Regions from separate parts of the Pan troglodytes genome. Here regions 2 and 3 are each linked to region 1. The links are chromatin contacts, called in public HiChIP or PLAC-seq maps. All regions are on one chromosome and are shown on one strand. Each heading gives the region's core, a stretch centred on a gene start, on an enhancer-like site or on the middle of the called end of the contact. The rest is flanking DNA. Distances are from core to core; before and after follow the strand shown. Region 1 holds the start of HDDC2 (HD domain containing 2). Region 2 holds the start of HINT3 (histidine triad nucleotide binding protein 3). Region 3 holds the start of TRMT11 (tRNA methyltransferase 11 homolog).

Region 1 (2,990 bases), core at 9-2,508:
ATATGCAAGTCCTTTAAACAAAAACAAAACTGCATTTTTCCGAACAAGAGTTGCGGCTTTGTGCCTTCAAATAATCCTACACAAGCAGAAAACACTGTATTGAAGGGTCTGAAAGTGAACGAGTGATAGGCTTCCAAATTCTGAGGCACAAGGGATAAGGGCACTTCTAACTGCTTGATGCTACCACCAGCCGTGACTCTTCCTTTTATTCACATCATAACTTCATCTTGTGAAACTGCATTTCTTCCTCAGAATTCTACATCTCTAAGGAATGTTATAAATAGTAGTCAGAGTGGCATGAAACGGATAATTTACTTTGAACTTGGGAGAGAGACAGGGAAGACGCACATGATGAAACTCGTGTGTATTACATTAAATCCCGTTTGCGGGGTGGCCGGGAGAAAAGTCTTGTTTCTGGAAGTAACTGTGAGACAGACATAAAAAGCTCCACTTAAAATCTGAAGAGCCGACAGATTCTGTTCTTCCCACCCGTGCTCAGAAGCAGCCGCGCTTTACACACACACACACACACACACACACACACACACACAGGTCGTGAGCGCGCGCGCGCGCGCGCACACACACACACACACATGAGTTCTGGGGTCGTGAGCCCCGGAAAAGCTCAGTGCAGGCAGGGCCAGGCCGGCTGCTCTCCGGGAACCGGCGCGGCTGCAGGGCGGACCTCGCGGCGCCAGGCTCTAGGCTCAGACTCCGGGCCGCCCCAGCTGGCCAGCCTGTCCCGCCGGCTGCTTCCTCCGTCCACCGTCGGCGACGCGCGGCCGCATCCGCAGGACTGGGGCCTTTCCCGAATTCGGCGTGGCTGACGCGGCGCAGGAAGGGGAAAGACCGCGGGCCGAGCGGGGAGGCCGGAAGCTCCGCCGCCCCACAGTCCCGCCCGCTCGGCCGCGGCCTCCCGGCCTGGTGCCCGCTCACCTTGAGCTGCCCTACCAGCCGCAGGAATTGCAGTAGGGACCGAGCCCCGTGGCCCGAGAAGGTCGCAGAGGAGACCGAAGCCATGCGGCCACCGACCCCGGCTGGGCGGAGCAGGCCGCGGCGAAGCTCCTCCCCGTCCTCCTCCTCCTCCCCTTCCCCTTGTCTTTCTTCCCCCTCCTCTTACTCTTCTTTCTCTTTCTCCTCCCCCTCTTCTTCTTCCTTCTGCCCCTCTTCCTGCTCCCCCTCTTCCTCCTCCCCTTCCAACTCCTCCTCCTCCTCTTCTTCCTCCCCCACTTCCGCTTTCTCCTCTTCCTCTTCCTCCTGCCCCTCTTCCTCTCTCCCCCTCCTCTTCCTCCTCCTCCTGTTCTTATTCCTCCTCCCCCTCCTCCTCCTGTTCTTATTCCTCCTCCCCCTCCTCCATATTCTCACGGTTTTCTCAGGACCTTCTGTCCAGCCTTCGCCTTCTTGGCCTTGGTGTCCGCTGCTTGGGCATTGCTCCGTCAGTGGCAGACACCTTGCTTGGCACATACTTGACACTCAGTACTCTTTATGAAAAATAAAGCTCTCCTTTCTAAATTTATGAACCTCGTTATTCTTCAGTTGACAGTGTAAAACCATGAAACTGGATGAGGTCACCTGGCAAGAGGGTGTGAATGAGGAAGAAAAGACACCCAAGACCTGAACCCCAACATTTAGACTTTGTGAGATCAAGAGGGAACAGCCAGTGAGGTAGGAAGAGGATTAGTAGGTAGGATAGTTGTGTCCTGGAAGCCATGTACAAAAATATTTCAAGAAGGAAGGAATATGGTCAACCAAGTCAATGTAAGGACCAAGGTTTGACTTCCAGACTTAGTAAATTCAATATTATTGGTTACCCTGACAAAAGTAGTTTTCAGTGTAGTGGGACAAGCAGAACCTAGTGAGATAATTCTGAAGAGAATAGGAGCAAGTATTACAGCACATTGGAGATGGGGTTGGGGTGCTGTTAACTAGTGGAGAGATTGTTTCAAAACAGGAGATATTATGTATGTTTATTTACTGATGAAGGGGATCTAGTAGAAAGGGAAACATTGATTATATAAGAGACAAAGAAGAGAAATATTTGAATGTCAGCCTTGAGTAAGGAAAAATATTCCCATCTGGTGTACAAGATAAAAGATGGGCTTTAGTTAGGAATATGGAGAATTCATTCAAATATTGGAGGAGGACAGAGTATAGGGTGACTAATCAGTCACACATGTGGTCATGGGAGGTTGTAGAAGTTCTCTTCTGATTGCTTCTATTTTCTCACCAAATTAGGAAGCAAAGTATAGGCTGGGATGTTATAATAACAAACAACCTCCTTATTTCCTGTATCTCAGCAGTTTAACACATCAAAGGTTTATTTCTCTCTCATGCTAAGTGTCTATTGTAGATCAGCTAGAGGATGCTGCTTGCTCTAACCTTACTCAGGGAGCTAGGAGGCTTTCTTTGCTCTCTTTTGCCAGAATTGGAAAAAAGAAAAGTGGCACTCTGGCTCTTAAAGCCTGTCTCTGGAAGTGATATATGACCTTTCGTCTACGTATCATTGGTGAAATAAGTAACACTGCCACGTCTAACTTCAAAGGGGGCCTGTGGAGTGCAATCTTGCTAGGCCTCTGGGAAGAAAGGAGGCTAGAATGTTTGTGAATAGAGGAGGAGGCATTTGAGGTTTAAGGAGTGATATAGTTTGGCTCTGTGACCCCACCCAAATATCATGTCAAACTGTAATCCTCAAAGTTGGAGGAGGGGCCTGGTGGGAGGTGATTGGATCATGGTGGCAGACTTCCCCCTTGCAGTTCTTGTGATAGTGAGTGAGTTCTCATGGGATCTGGTTAATGGTGTGTAGCACTTCTCCCCTTTGCTCTCTTTCTCTTCTGCTCTGCCAGGTGAAGACGATGCCTGCTTCTCCTTCACCTTCTACCATGATTGTGAGTTTCTGTAGCCATGCTTCCTGTACAGCCAATGAAATACCTTTTCTTTATAAATTACCTAGTCTCAAGTAGTTCTTTATAGCAATGCAAGAATGGACTAAT
Region 2 (3,052 bases), core at 31-2,530, 650 kb after region 1:
TATGTCAGTTTGGCTAAAGAAAATTTCATGAAGGAGGTAGCATTGGAGGGGTGGCTTGGAAGGTAGAATTTGGAGTGAAGAGATGGAAACAAGAATATTTGAGAGAGAACTGTGTGAATAAAAGCAGTGATGTGAAGGTGTAGTACAGGCATGGAAATTGTGAATACTAAAATTTGGCAAAACTCTAATGTATTGATTCTGAACTCTGCTTTGGGGTGCTGAAAGGCAGTGAAGCTATTGTAGTGGTTCCCCAAACTACTGGCCAACTACAAAAAGGAATGAAAAATGTCTTGAATGTATATGTACAACAATTCAAAACACATACAACCACTTTTTATTACAACATAAATCCATTAAAAATCATTACTGAATTCCCAATTTGTTATGTATTTTCTAAATCAGCAAATACCAAGGGTATAACTACTATAGTGAGCTAGTCCAACAAATTTTTTGGTGTTAAAAAAGGAGTGCTGTATGTCAAAAAGGTTGGTGGGTTTTGGAGTTAGACAAACCTTGATCTTAAACTCTGTCACTATTAATTAGTTGTGTGGGACTGGGCAACTCTGAGTTTGGTCCTTCATCTCTAGAGCGGTGGTTATAAAACCAACCTTGCGTTTTTTGACAATTAGAGAAATATATGGCATGTTTTAGATGCTCAGCAAGTGCGAAGTATCACAAAACGAAAAGCTGAGGTCAAATCAGAGTCCACCTTGAACACCAAGCTAAGGAACTGGTACTTTTTCTTTGAGCACATAGTTACAGAAGGTTTTGTCTGAGTGACAGGAAAATCAATAAATAAGTTAGAAGGTGATTGCATTGGTCTAGGTGAGGCATTATGAGGCACTGGCACTGAATTTCTGGGATATTTCAGACTATTAACTATAGGACTCCACATCTACTTGTATATGAGGAATGTGAGATTAAAAAAAAAAGGTCGCTATTTTGATCTAACTGTGCTGTTAACAACAATAAAAAGTCAACAGAGATGTAAAGGTCAGTTTTGGACATTTTGAGTTTAAACTACAATTATCGTGGCTGAAAAAGCAGCAAACATGATGTCTGTTGAAAACAAGGCTTTAGGAATTTTGCTCATTCTTTAAAAACCTACGAATTTTAAAAATCAAACTTTAAAAAACTTAAAAAAAAAAAAACGGCAGCGTAATACAATATTTGGACACGCTATACTATGGGCTTTGAAGAACGCCTGTCCAGAACACCCAACAAGCTCCATTATGTCAAACGCTCCCGCGCCTCTGTGATGTCACCACGACGCGCTGGGCGCTCTGCGCCTTGGCAGACGTCGTGCGTCATTACCAACGAGGCGCAGGGGTCAGGACGACTCTCGGCAGCGCCATTGCGCGCCCTCTAGTGGCAGCCGGTTTTCAGGCCGGCCTCCGGCTTTGAAGTTCCTCACCGCGTCTCCTTCCGTCTCCCCCAAGCCTGGATCACCGCCCAGCGTCAGGCGAGGGGCGACGTCTCGAGGTAAAACGGAGGAGGTGCGGGACGCGGAGACTGCGCGGGCCCGGTAGCGCTGGAGAGGCCGAGGCTCTAGGCCGCGAGGGGCGGGTGCAATGGCGGAGGAACAGGTGAACCGCAGCGCCGGCCTGGCCCCCGACTGTGAGGCCTCGGCGACTGCAGAAACTACGGTTTCCTCAGTGGGGACCTGTGAAGCCGCTGCCAAGTCACCAGAGCCCAAGGACTACGACAGCACCTGCGTGTTCTGCCGGATCGCGGGGCGGCAGGACCCGGGCACCGAACTCCTGCACTGCGAGGTGGGCGGCGACGCGCGGCCGGGGGTGGGTGAGGACCTGGCCGCCCCTCGGAGCTCCGGCAGGGAGGCCTCGCCGTTGTGGAGCGGGTGCAGAGGATCCCGATCGCTACTCAGCTCGCAGAGGCAGGGCCGCTCTGTGTGGATGGGGCTCGGGGAAGCTGGGGATACGCCCACTACGGGCCTTTCTGCGGGGTCCGGGTGCTGATGACAGACTCACTCCTAGGGGACGGACAGGCAGTGGCTCCAGCGGTATCTTTGCTGTTCCAAGGGGCAAAGAGTGAATGACAGGGCCGAATGCTTTGGCCTATGTTTGCAGGTACCCAGGTACTTGGTACAAATAACATTTTGTGGCCTCTGCTTTTATTACAAGGATTCTTCTCCACCTTCAAGATACTGATTTTAAATCCTGCACACTCTAATACCGATACTGATGAGAAAACTAGTAGAAAATAGGTAATGATAATTGTGGAAAGCTGTTCGTTAGATTGGCAGAAAATAGGCTGGAGGGAGTGGGTCTGAGGTCAAACTATTATTGAATTGCCTCTGAATTCCACTGTCAGTTGGGATGCGTGGACATTTTCAGAGCATGAAGACTTTGCCCAGATATTTTTAAGCGGATAATCTGGCACACACTTTATTCTGTTGGTTTTACTTGTCCATATAGAAACAACTTTTTGAGAGAATTAGCTCCAAAGATTGTGTCTTTTGTAGTAAACATTCCTTTATTTTTAAAAAAATAAATAGAATTCCTTCTAAGCACCTTGTTTTGGAGGTTTTTGAGCAAGATAAGGGACAGTCTGTGTCCCGATTTTACAATCTAAAGGGCGGAATGTATACAGAGGAGGTAGCCAGTTACAATGTCTCGTGCTGTGGTCAGGTGATTTTACAGTATTTTGTAAGCTTGTGGGAGGAGCATCTAACCCAGCTCTGAAGAATTAGGGAAGGCTTTCCAGAGGAAATGAGGCATGAAGAAATAAGTAGGAGTTGATCAGATGAGGAAATGGAGAGAATAATGTCCCAGGTGGAGAGACCCCCCGAGAGGTTCAGTTTGTGTGATAGAAAAACTAACAGAAATTGTCTAACTAGTGCATAGAGTTTGAGAGGATGAAAGGCGAGGCTGGAGAGGTAAACAAGGGACCAGATTATTAAGTGTGTTGGAAGTCATGTGAAGGAATTTTGTCTTTATCTGAAGAGCAAAGTGAAACTTCACAATGTTTAATGGTGGGTTGGGAGGAAGATGTTGCGGAGTTATAGAAGGGGGTTGATCTTTGAAAGGTCATT
Region 3 (3,188 bases), core at 358-2,857, 680 kb after region 1:
AAAGGAGCTGGGTGAAAAATCAGTGACACCTGATTCCATTTGGGTTCTCCAGGCCTTGTAGTCTCATTTGTCTCTATATAGCATCATATTAATCCAGGCATGAAAATCAGCAATTCTTTGATATTCTCTATAAAGTTGCCCCATCAAAATTCCATATTAATTTTGCTGAAGATTTGACAAGTTCTGGGGATGGGGCATATCAAGTACTGCACATCATTCCCCCAACATCTCATTGGTTTTCTGTCCCAACCTTGGCCTCTCTTCTCAAATAGTAAACAACTTTTCTTGTCTCAAAGTACTTTTACCCCCTTTTCTGAAGTTTTGGGGTCAAGAGACAGCTATGCTTCTGCGAGTCACTTAGCACAAATGAACTTGAGACATATTCCTAACAAAAACAGATCTCTTGCTAACAAAAATTCTCATGTGATTTTCTTAAGAAAAATGTCAAGTGCCACTTATTGGCCCCATTCAATATGCCAGATGTTATATTCAACACTTTATGAACATTATTCCACTTAATCCTTGTAACAATCCTTTGCAGGAGGCAGTGTGTTTTTCCATTTTTAAAAGAAAACTCAAGCTCGGAGAGGTTAAGAGCATATACATGGTAAATGGTGGAAGTGAGGTTTGAATCTAATATTGACACCACAGCCTATGTTCTTAATCACTACCACTACGCATCAACTACGTTTCTGGCACATGCCGCTGGGGATATGCCAGATACATACTCTTTTGCACCTTGTACAATACCACAGAGAAATGCAAAAGAAATAATTTTTAATAGGGCAAAGGGCTCGGTACTCTCAAAAGCAGAAATAGCCCGGAGGGAGGGCTTGAGCCCGTAATTCTAGCACTTTGGGAGACTAGGGTAGGAGTATCCCCTGAGCCCAGGAGTTCAAGGTTACAGTGAGCTATGATTGCGCCACTGCACGCACCTGGGTGACAGAGCAAGATTGTTTTAAAAAAAAAAAGTCACATATATACATAGAATATGCAATTAAAATATATTTCATAAACTATCTGCTATGAAATCTGTGCCAGTGTGAACTTTCTTGAAGCTTTAATTTATGGCTGGCTGTGGATTTAGTCCTGAGTCTAACAAATAACACAACCTAATAATTATTGCCTACTTTGAGGAAGATATTCTTTTGGTTTTTGTTAAGAATAGAGTGAACCATAAAAGATTATATCAGACCTCAAGAGTTTATTATAATTGGGTTATAAGGCATGTGCTCTCGAAAAGTTGTTACATAAATACGAAAAATATACTGTTAAATGACTGGTCCAACTAAATCAGTTCCCAAAGCTGTGCTGGTTAGACAAACCTACAAGGAAATGGTGAAATTTCTAAGGAAATGGTGAAATTTCAGTCCAATTTTGAAGAACAGGTTTTGAAGGGCTGTAGAGAAAGCTGGAAGCACACTCCAAGTGGAACGATAACTGGGAAATATACTGTCTTATTATCACAAGCTACTCCTGAAAACCACGCGTCCCCGCTCACCAGCTACCAGCGCTGGGAGACCCCTAACCACCAGGCATTCGCAGGTGAGGAAGCCCCTCCCACAGCAGCCGGAGTTTCGGACTCGGAGCGCGAGAAACGTCGGGATAGCGCCTGCCTCGCAGAGCTTCCGCTTCCGGCCCTTCAGGCTCTGTCTCTGTGGAGACTCGGCTTTGGGAGGGAGAAAGAGGGACCTAGCGCGGGCCGCGCAGGCGCACGGTGGGCAGCTGCAATGGCGCTGTCGTGTACCCTTAACAGGTATCTGCTCCTAATGGCGCAGGAGCATCTGGAGTTCCGCCTGCCGGTGAGTCCGTAGCGCCCTCCGGAACTTCCGACGGAAGAGGACGCTGGAGTGGAGTGGAATGGGTGGAGGTGATCTGCATAGCCCGAGGAAGCTGGGATTCGGGGGTCTTCGCTGGTCAGCGCGGGTCACGCGTCCCCAGTCCTCGGGCGGGGTGAGCTTGGCGGAGGGTGTGTGTGAGAGAAGTCCGAGACCGAACCCCTCGGCCTGCTTAAACTTTTCATTCATTCTTTTGCCCGTGTAGCAAGTACCGGAGTTAGGCAGGTGAATATGACCGGTCATCTCACTCCCGGAGCTCTTCGTCTAGCGGAGAATAGAGACAGCTAACAAATGCTCAGGCTGGTGTTTGAAGTATTGGAATCTGCGGATCAAGCTCAGTGGAGGGGATGGTGGTGGGGATTAGATGATGGAGAAGTTGAGAAGAGTGTTTTATTTATTCAAGAAACGTTTTCAGAATGCATGTAGTCGAAGATCGGTACGCTGGGCATGTAACGATGATGTAAACAATCTCTGCCCTCTAGGAGCTTACTGTTTAGAATAAGGGCTGAGCAGACACATAGGCGTAGAATGACAGAAGAGCGTCGGTAAGTGCAGTGATAGATGCACATGGAAATATGAGAGCACGTGGAAGGGAAATCTAATCTACCTGAGGGGTTGGGGATGTTGGCCTTTAAGAGGGCTTCCAGAGGAGATGACACTTGAAATAAAGGATGAATAGGAGTTAGAGGGCCAAGGAGATAAATCAGTAAATTAGAATTACAAGGTGTTCATTATTACTGGATCACTAGTTATGTGGCAGAGAGTGGTAAGAAGAGAGCAAGGGAAGTAGATCGAGGCCAGAAAATGAAAGCCTTGAATACCCTGGAACTTGGAAGGGGGATTTATTGAAAAGCCTTAAGTAAAAAAGTGACCACAAAATTAAATCAGTTTGACAACACTATGGAGGATGGATTTGAAAAGAATAAGACTTGAGCCAGAGACTAGGAGTCTGTCGGAATAGTCTTGTTAATAGATTAAGAAGGTCTGACCTAGGTAAGGAGTAAGAGGATGGGATAGACTGGGAAAATATTTAGGCCATACAGTCATTAAGGCTGGATTGATTGAATATGTGGGAAAGAGGCACCAGTCAGGTATGACTCCTGGGGTGTATATAGGTAGGAGTGTCTCCATTTAAAATAGAGAACATAGGCAGATGTAAGATTTAAATTTTGTTTACACTGAATTTGATGTGGTTGTGTAACATCAACCTGAGATGACCAAGAGGCGGTGGATATATGAATATGCATAGAGTATGGCAGAGTGATCTGGACTAGTGATAAATATTTGGGAGTCTTCTTCATATGAAAACTAGGAGCGGGGAAGAAATTACTCAAAAGGATAAGGTCAAAA

The links. HiChIP or PLAC-seq counts read pairs in DNA pulled down with a chosen protein or histone mark.
Region 2: a contact with region 1 is called in an H3K4me3 HiChIP or PLAC-seq map of stem cell-derived excitatory neurons, with 7 times the contacts expected there. The contact joins the promoter of HINT3 here to the promoter of HDDC2 in region 1. A contact is called at or near these places in 2 of 7 Hi-C or Micro-C datasets (induced pluripotent stem cells and stem cell-derived neural progenitor cells) and 1 of 1 datasets of contacts at active chromatin or transcription factors (stem cell-derived excitatory neurons).
Region 3: a contact with region 1 is called in an H3K4me3 HiChIP or PLAC-seq map of stem cell-derived excitatory neurons, with 7 times the contacts expected there. The contact joins the promoter of TRMT11 here to the promoter of HDDC2 in region 1.

The regions. Positions count from the first base shown.
Region 1 is chr5:137,180,347-137,183,336 of NHGRI_mPanTro3-v2.0_pri, forward strand. It overlaps HDDC2 (HD domain containing 2), which reads right to left and starts at 1,259. Exons shown (of 6, transcript XM_001152848.8): 1 at 937-1,259. The coding sequence starts at 1,020.
Region 2 is chr5:137,833,573-137,836,624 of NHGRI_mPanTro3-v2.0_pri, forward strand. It overlaps HINT3 (histidine triad nucleotide binding protein 3), which reads left to right and starts at 1,281. Exons shown (of 5, transcript XM_001165850.4): 1 at 1,281-1,772. The coding sequence starts at 1,572.
Region 3 is chr5:137,862,820-137,866,007 of NHGRI_mPanTro3-v2.0_pri, forward strand. It overlaps TRMT11 (tRNA methyltransferase 11 homolog), which reads left to right and starts at 1,608. Exons shown (of 15, transcript XR_010158188.1): 1 at 1,608-1,802.